2 separate regions of the Mus musculus genome follow, and region 2 is linked to region 1. The links are chromatin contacts, called in public HiChIP or PLAC-seq maps. All regions are on one chromosome and are shown on one strand. The core of a region is the stretch at or near the end of the contact, and the rest is flanking DNA. Distances in the headings are between cores, read along the strand shown. Region 1 overlaps Pkd1l2 (polycystic kidney disease 1 like 2). Region 2 overlaps Plcg2 (phospholipase C, gamma 2).

Evidence for each region. HiChIP or PLAC-seq counts read pairs in DNA pulled down with a chosen protein or histone mark.
Region 2: a contact with region 1 is called in an H3K27ac HiChIP or PLAC-seq map of large pre-B cells, with 2.9 times the contacts expected there. The contact joins two enhancer-like sites. A contact is called at or near these places in 2 of 484 Hi-C or Micro-C datasets (both in bone marrow-derived macrophages), 2 of 115 datasets of contacts at active chromatin or transcription factors (large pre-B cells and pro-B cells) and 1 of 9 other capture datasets (embryonic stem cells).

What each region holds. Positions count from the first base shown.
Region 1 is chr8:117,045,273-117,048,677 of GRCm38.p6, forward strand. It overlaps Pkd1l2 (polycystic kidney disease 1 like 2), which reads right to left. Exons shown (of 43, transcript NM_029686.4): 18 at 2,107-2,289; 19 at 791-915. Among named protein-coding and RNA genes, the nearest start is that of Gm15395, 15 kb to the left of the region's middle. Within about 2 kb of position 1,614, at least 8 of the 459 cell types and tissues checked have an H3K27ac peak or open chromatin away from gene starts, as enhancers often do.
Region 2 is chr8:117,535,451-117,538,855 of GRCm38.p6, forward strand. The region is part of intron 2 of Plcg2 (phospholipase C, gamma 2); the gene reads left to right. Among named protein-coding and RNA genes, the nearest start is that of Plcg2, 39 kb to the left of the region's middle. Within about 2 kb of position 1,666, at least 67 of the 459 cell types and tissues checked have an H3K27ac peak or open chromatin away from gene starts, as enhancers often do.

The DNA.
Region 1 (3,405 bases), core at 364-2,863:
AACACACAGGCTCCTCCCACCACCAAGGATATATAAGCAGGCAATAATTGTTGACAAGTGGGGCTCTTTTCTTCAGTTGTGCACCCACCCACCCATAAGTTGCCTATATGCCTGTAACTAACATCAATAAGTACCAAGTTAGATAGACTTGGGTGAAGCGATTTCTATTTTTGGTTGTTTTCGTCTATATATGGATGAGTTAAAATATCCACCAGGCTACCCATGGTGGCTCAAGTGCTTATAAAACCCAACCCTGAGGCAGGGGAAGAGTGATCACTGTAATTCTGAGACCATCCAGGTCTACATAAATAATCCCAGGTCAGCCAAGGTTACACACGCAGCAAGACCTGCTCTCAACAAATAAATACATAACTACACTAGAATAACTTCCCTGGAAAACACATACAACAGAAAGTAGCTTGAAGCTGACACAAACCTTCCTGGGAAAGCTCAAGTGAGTGTGTCTGGGACTGCCACGGGCTCTCTACAATAATGGGATAGCCAGGGCTACCCATGACACAGAATCATGTGTGTGAGGAGGTGGTCCCCCTCATTAGCCCCCTTAACTGCATAGCTCAGGTAATTCTAACACTGCCCTTATCTCTCTATAGCTCCCCTGCTGTCCCATACAAACACCTACCATGGCGGAAAGACTCCATTACACCCACGCACCAGGCTCAGATCCCAAAACTTCTCTATCCCCGAGACTGACCTCTGGGCTATGCCTTGGGTAGCTTGGAGTTGGGTAAGGGCATCAACTTTCTTGGGCATGCATAGCAGAGCTCAGTACCTGTCTGTGTATACAGAGATGGAAGGGGTGACCAGGATGGCTGGAAGGCCTCCTGGCAATGTCCCCAGCAGAAGGGCACTCTGAAAATGGTCTATAACCCGAAGCAGCTGGGCCACAATGTAAGCCTGGAAAGGAAGCAGGACATGACTGTGAACTGTCATCGTTGTCCCCAGGTTAGTGTGGGACTCTTAGCAGGGTCTGGGAGGTGATAGACAGAGACAGCCCTACAGGTCATAGGCAAAGCAGGCATCTACAGGAGGTGACTTAGGAAAGTCACATATTGGTGAAATGAACCAGGGCGCTCGGAGAACCTGGCTTCAGGATCCATATGAAGAGCCATTGTTCTGTGTGACCCTTTGCTGTGTGATTGTGCTGTGGGTTCATGCGTGTGGCCTAGGTGTTGCTCCAGCAGAGATAAGAACTATAGGCAAGGCTCAGTGCCCTGCCCCATCCAAACCCCCACATCAGACACATCTGGGGTCAGTTAGTTGGTTCACTGGATAAGATGCTTGCAACTAAACTTGACAACCCGAGTTCCATCCCAGGGACACATGTGCACACACGGAATTGTGGACATTCCATCCCGTATGTGCGTATGTAGTTGTGAATTGTGTGTATGTATGCGTGTTCGAGGATGAACATGGGAGTCTGTTTAGTATCTGAATGTGTGGACACATGTAAGACATCTTTGCATGTGTCTGTCCTTCAGGGTGTGGTAGTTGTTGTTTTGGGTAGAAAAAGTAGCCCATTTGGCTTTGTGGCTTCGCCATGATGCTACCCCCAGAGGAAGTACTCTCAAGGCCCTCCAGTGACTCTTGAGGTCACAGCTGTACTTTATTTCTTGTTCTGGGTGGTTGACTCCTAAAGACATTCTATGTTTTGGTTACAGGAACCAGGACATTGCTCAAACTTGTCAAGTGGTTCATATAACCTGTCCAGTGGACAGCTGACGGGGTGAGGCAGAGTGCTTTCAGGTATAGATGAGGAAAGGAGGTGTTGGGTAGCTTGGCTCCCAAGAGCCAGGAGGGACTCACTAAGTGCAGGGCCCCTGTTCTGTGAGACAGGAGGGACTCACTAAGTGCAGGGCCCCTGTTCTGTGAGACAGGAGGGATTCACTAAGTGCAGGGACCCTGTTCTGTGTGTTGTGTGCTATCCACATTTGCTCTCTAGAGCCTTCCTCTCAGCCTCCAAGAAGCACTGTAGCCTCTGTGCCTATTCCATCATCTGTAGGTTGGCGAGAAGGATCCACCTAGCAACACTAGCATGGGCCGGGCGTGCAGCATGCACGAGGCCTGCATCTGGTCCAGGGCACCCACCTGGCTGCTGTTAGCCTCCATGGGCTCTTCTGATCTGTGGCTGAGCGAAGCTTCCAGAACACTCCCCACAGCCTCAAACATGGCCCTGGTAGCCTCCTGGCGTCTCTGATCCTCAGGACGAACCTTGGTACTGGCTACCAACAGGGCTTCAGTGGCACGCTGCAGAGCACAGCTGGCTTCCCACTGTGATCACCCAAAGAAGGAAAGTCAAGGTGAGCCCCTCCCTGCCAGGGATGGGTCATTCAGAGGATAAGGAGTATATTGGAAGGGTACCATGGGAGGGCCCAAGCCAGGACAGAGCTAGATCAGCACATGGCACAAGCAGCCTGACTTAAATCTGGCTCCTTTCTCCTTACCAGCATTGAAGTTCTTTTGGGAGAGTAGCCTGGTCTGCCTCTGAATCTTTCCATAGTACTTTTCACATTGTCCCACACACAACAGACATTTGGTAATATTTGCTGACTAGGGGGATGTGGTATGAATGCAAGGAGAATGGAGAGAGGCTGGAAGGATGGAGGCCAGATGGAGTATAGATATAGGCATATTAGGTGGACAATATATGGATTGAGGATCCATCCAAATGGGTGGAGGACAAAAGGAGAATGGATGGGGGATTTATAGAGAAAGGATGGATGGTTGGAGGATGGATGGAGAAAGGATACATAGGCAGATGGATGGATTGATGGATGGATGGATGGATGGATGGATGGAAGATGGATAGGTGATGGATGAATGGGTGGATAAGTGGATAGATGATAGATGGGTGATGGATGGATGGGTGATGATGGATGGATAGGTGGATGGGTGGATGATGGATGATGAAAATGGATAGATGGATGTGGATGATGGATAGATGGGTAGATGGGTAGATGGATGGATGGATGATAGATGAATGGATGATGGATGGCTAGCTGGTGGATGAGTGATAGATAGATGATGGATGGATGGATGGATGGATGGATGGATGGATAGATGGATGATGGATGGATGGGTGGATGGATGGGTGAGTGGGTGGATTATGGATGGATGGATAGGTAGATGGGCCGATTGGTGAGTAGAAGGATGAATGGGTGGATGGATGGATGGATGATAGATGAATGGATGATGGATGGGTGGATGAATGGGTGGATAGATGGATAGATAATAGATGGGTGATGGATGGATGATGGATGGATGAATGGGTAGGTGGATGGATGGGTGGATTGATGGATGGGTGGATTTTGGATGAATGGATAGGTAGATGGGTGGATGGATGGATGGATAGGTGGGTGGATGATAGATGAATGGATGATGGATGGG
Region 2 (3,405 bases), core at 416-2,915, 490 kb after region 1:
TTGGTGGAACTGTTTAGGAAGGATTAGGAGGTGTGGCCTTATTGGAGGGGCCATGTCACTGGCCAGGGCTAGGGGAGGCTTTTGGGTTTCAAAAGATGTCTGCAATTGACAGTCTTCTCCCTCTGCTTTGTGGGGTTGTGGATCAAGATGTGAGCTCTCAGCTATTCCTCTGTCCCACTAGCATAGACTCTGTTTGAAACTGGAACCCAAACTGAACATCTTCTTTTATAAGTTGCCTTGGTCACAGGGTTTAGTCAGGGGCTTGGTCTGCTTTCCCACCGAGTCCTTACATGGCATCTGGCATATTCCTGAATGTCCTGGTTGCAAACTAAAGGATACAGACGAAAGATTGAGGGTTAGGGAGGAAATATCAAATATGCAATTGGCAAGTTGTCACTTGCTGAGGGTCACAGAAGGCACCAGAGGATACTTGGGGGTGGGGTGGGGGGGCGCTAACAGATCATAGTGAAAAGGCCTGAAAGGGGGAAGAATAGATTGTGGGTAAGAGAAGCAACCAGTGTATGTGTGTGTGGTGGGGGCGGGGGGGTGTGGAGCTGGTGTGAGCACGTGTCCAGGCTGTGTGGATTTGGTGTGAGCACATGTCCAGGCTGTGTGGAGCTGGTGTGAGCACATGTCCAGGCTGTGTGGAGCTGGTGTGAGTACTTGTTAAGGCTGTGTGGAGCTGGTGTGAGCACATGTCCGGGCTGTGTGGAACTGGTGGAGCACATGTCCAGGCTGTGTGGAGCTGGTGTGAGCAGATGTATGGGCTGTGTGGAGCTGGTGTGAGCACATGTCCGGGCTGTGTGGAACTGGTGTGAGCACATGTCCAGGCTGTGTGGAGCTGGTGTGAGCACATGTCCAGGCTGTGTGGAGCTGGTGTGAGCACTTGTTAAGGCTGTGTGGAGCTGGTGTGAGCACATGTCCAGGCTGTGTGGAGCTGGTGTGAGCATGTGTCCAGGCTGTGTGGAGCTGGTGTGAGCCTGTGTCCAGGCTGTGTGGAACTGGTGTGAGCACATGTCCAGGCTGTGTGGAGCTCGTGTGAGCAGATATATGGGCTCTGTGGAGCTGCTGTGAGCCCATGTCCAGCCTGGGGAGGACATGCACAGGGAGAGGGTGTCATGAGGCTCCAGGGAACAGCTGCAGCGTGTCCCAGCAGGGATGTCATTGCTTCCCCTAGACCACACCTCACGCTTCTCCATCTTACTGCTGCTCTGCCTGGAATACTTCTCTTTATTTATTTTAGATTTGTGTTGTAAATGTACGTGTATATGTGTGTGCCTACATGAATTTCTGTGCACCGTGGATATGCAGGCTCCTTGAGAGGCCAGAGGAAGGCCTGAGATCACCTGGAGGTGGAGTTTTGGGTGACTGTGGGCCCCCTGATGTAGGAGCTGGGAACTGAACCCAGGCGCCCCCCCCCCCCCCCCGCCACACACACCAGTAACTGCTCTTAACTGCTGAGTCATCTCAAGCCCCTCTGTGTGTGTGTGTGTGTGTGTGTGTGTGCTGCAGTGTACCGCACATGTGTGGTGTGCTCGCTCATGCATGTGTGTGTAGATCTCAGAGGTTGACAGTACCTGTCTCTCTCTCTCTCCTACTTCCTTTCCTTGTTCTCTGAGACAATCTCCTGGAACCTGGAGTTTCCTGTTCTGGCTGGCCCGGCTGGCCATTAAGCCCCAGGAGTTCTCCATTTTCCCTTCCTCCCCCGGGGCTGGTGTCGCTGATGTCTGATCCTATCTCATGCTTTGACATGGGTTCTGAGTGCAGGCCCTCATGCTTGCATGGCCAGTGCCTTACCCACTGAGCTGAGACCTGCGGCTCCTAGGGTAACCTTTCTTAGATGTCAGCTTCCATGTCACTTTCTGAGGGAGACCTCCCTGATCACTCAGAGAGCATCCCTCCCGTCCTGTCATGGCTCACTCTGGTTAAGTCTTATGGTACTTATTGCTGCCAAATGTTGTACTTACTAATTTACCGGAGATCTGTCTCGTCCCCTGCTTGATGCCTGTCTTCCAGAGCAATGCCCGGCAGGCACCTGGGTCTGACACTGTCACTGACCACGAGAACTTTTGATTGACAGCAGCTTGAGTGTAGGCTTTTGCCAGGTACTTGTTAAGCTCTTGAATATGAACTTATTTCTTTAAACCCTCAGGTCCCCTTGTGTATGTTTTTCTTTTTTCACCTTACCAGCAGGAAGTGGAGGTCAGAGGGGTGACAGGTGGTGTTGGTGACACAGCAGGCTAGGGACCCCAAGCTGGGGCCCTGGACACGGCTGCGGGGAGGGGAGGCCAGTTGTAGATCTGGCCACGGAGCAAATTAAATTTCTGTTTCCGTTAATGGGGAGCTCAGGCTGCCCCATCTACCTGGGCTGGAGGAGGTTCAGGACCCAGGCTCTGCTTCTGGCCCCGTGCTGCCTTTCTGAGAGGGAAGCAATTGCTCATCTCCCCACTGGCTGCAGCGGGGGAACTGCCAGGAGATGACCCTGCCCACCCTAAGGCTTGGTTTGCAAAACGCTGAGCCTGGTGGGGAAATGAAGGGCTGGCCTGCTAACCACAGCAGCAAGGAGGACTCATTTGCAAGAGTGAGGCTGGCCCGGGGCCCTGCTCTGTCCCCTAGCAGAGCCATTTCTGTGGGCAGTTGTCCTGTAGGAACCCACTGGGTGCAAGTCCTTAGCTTGAGCTTGGAGCGGGGTGAGGGGAGGGGAGGGGAGTCATGCTAGAGCCTCAGTCTTCTCCTCTGAGGAATGGGCTGGTTGTGATATCATGACAGGCAAAGAGGCTGGTGCTTGAGAGCCCTTTACTAACCATGAGTGCTTGGCCAGGAATTCCCGCTATTACGCTGTGGAGCTAGGCGGTGGACATGACCAGAGACCCTCTCCCAGTCACTATCTCACGTAGCTGCTACACTTCTGGAAACAATTCCCAGTTCCATAGCAGTGTATCGCCTCCATATCTTTTTGAACAGTTTACATTTATCTATTTGTTATGTCAGAGTCAGGGTCTCATACAGCCCAAGCTAGCAGAGACCTTGCTGTCTACTTGAGGATGGTTTCGAACTTCAGATCTCCACCTCCTGAGTGCCGGGATGACAGGCCCGCAGCACCATGCCCCGGTTCGACAGTCCTGGGGATCAAAGCCAGGACCTTGAGCATGCTGTGCAAACACGCTATCATCTGAGGTACATTCCCAGGCCTAATGCCACCTCAATTAAACTTCCGGGAGTCTGATACAGAGCTGGCCCAATGCCTCACTGTCACACGACCACGCTTCCTGCAAAGCCAAGGATGAGGCAGAGAACGGGATAAGCGGGCCAGAAGGAGTTTGATGGTCCCTTGTGTGTGCAGTCTGGTGCTGGGCCCTGATGGTCACCCATGGGTCATCTTGAGTGGTTACAGTAAAAAGGGAG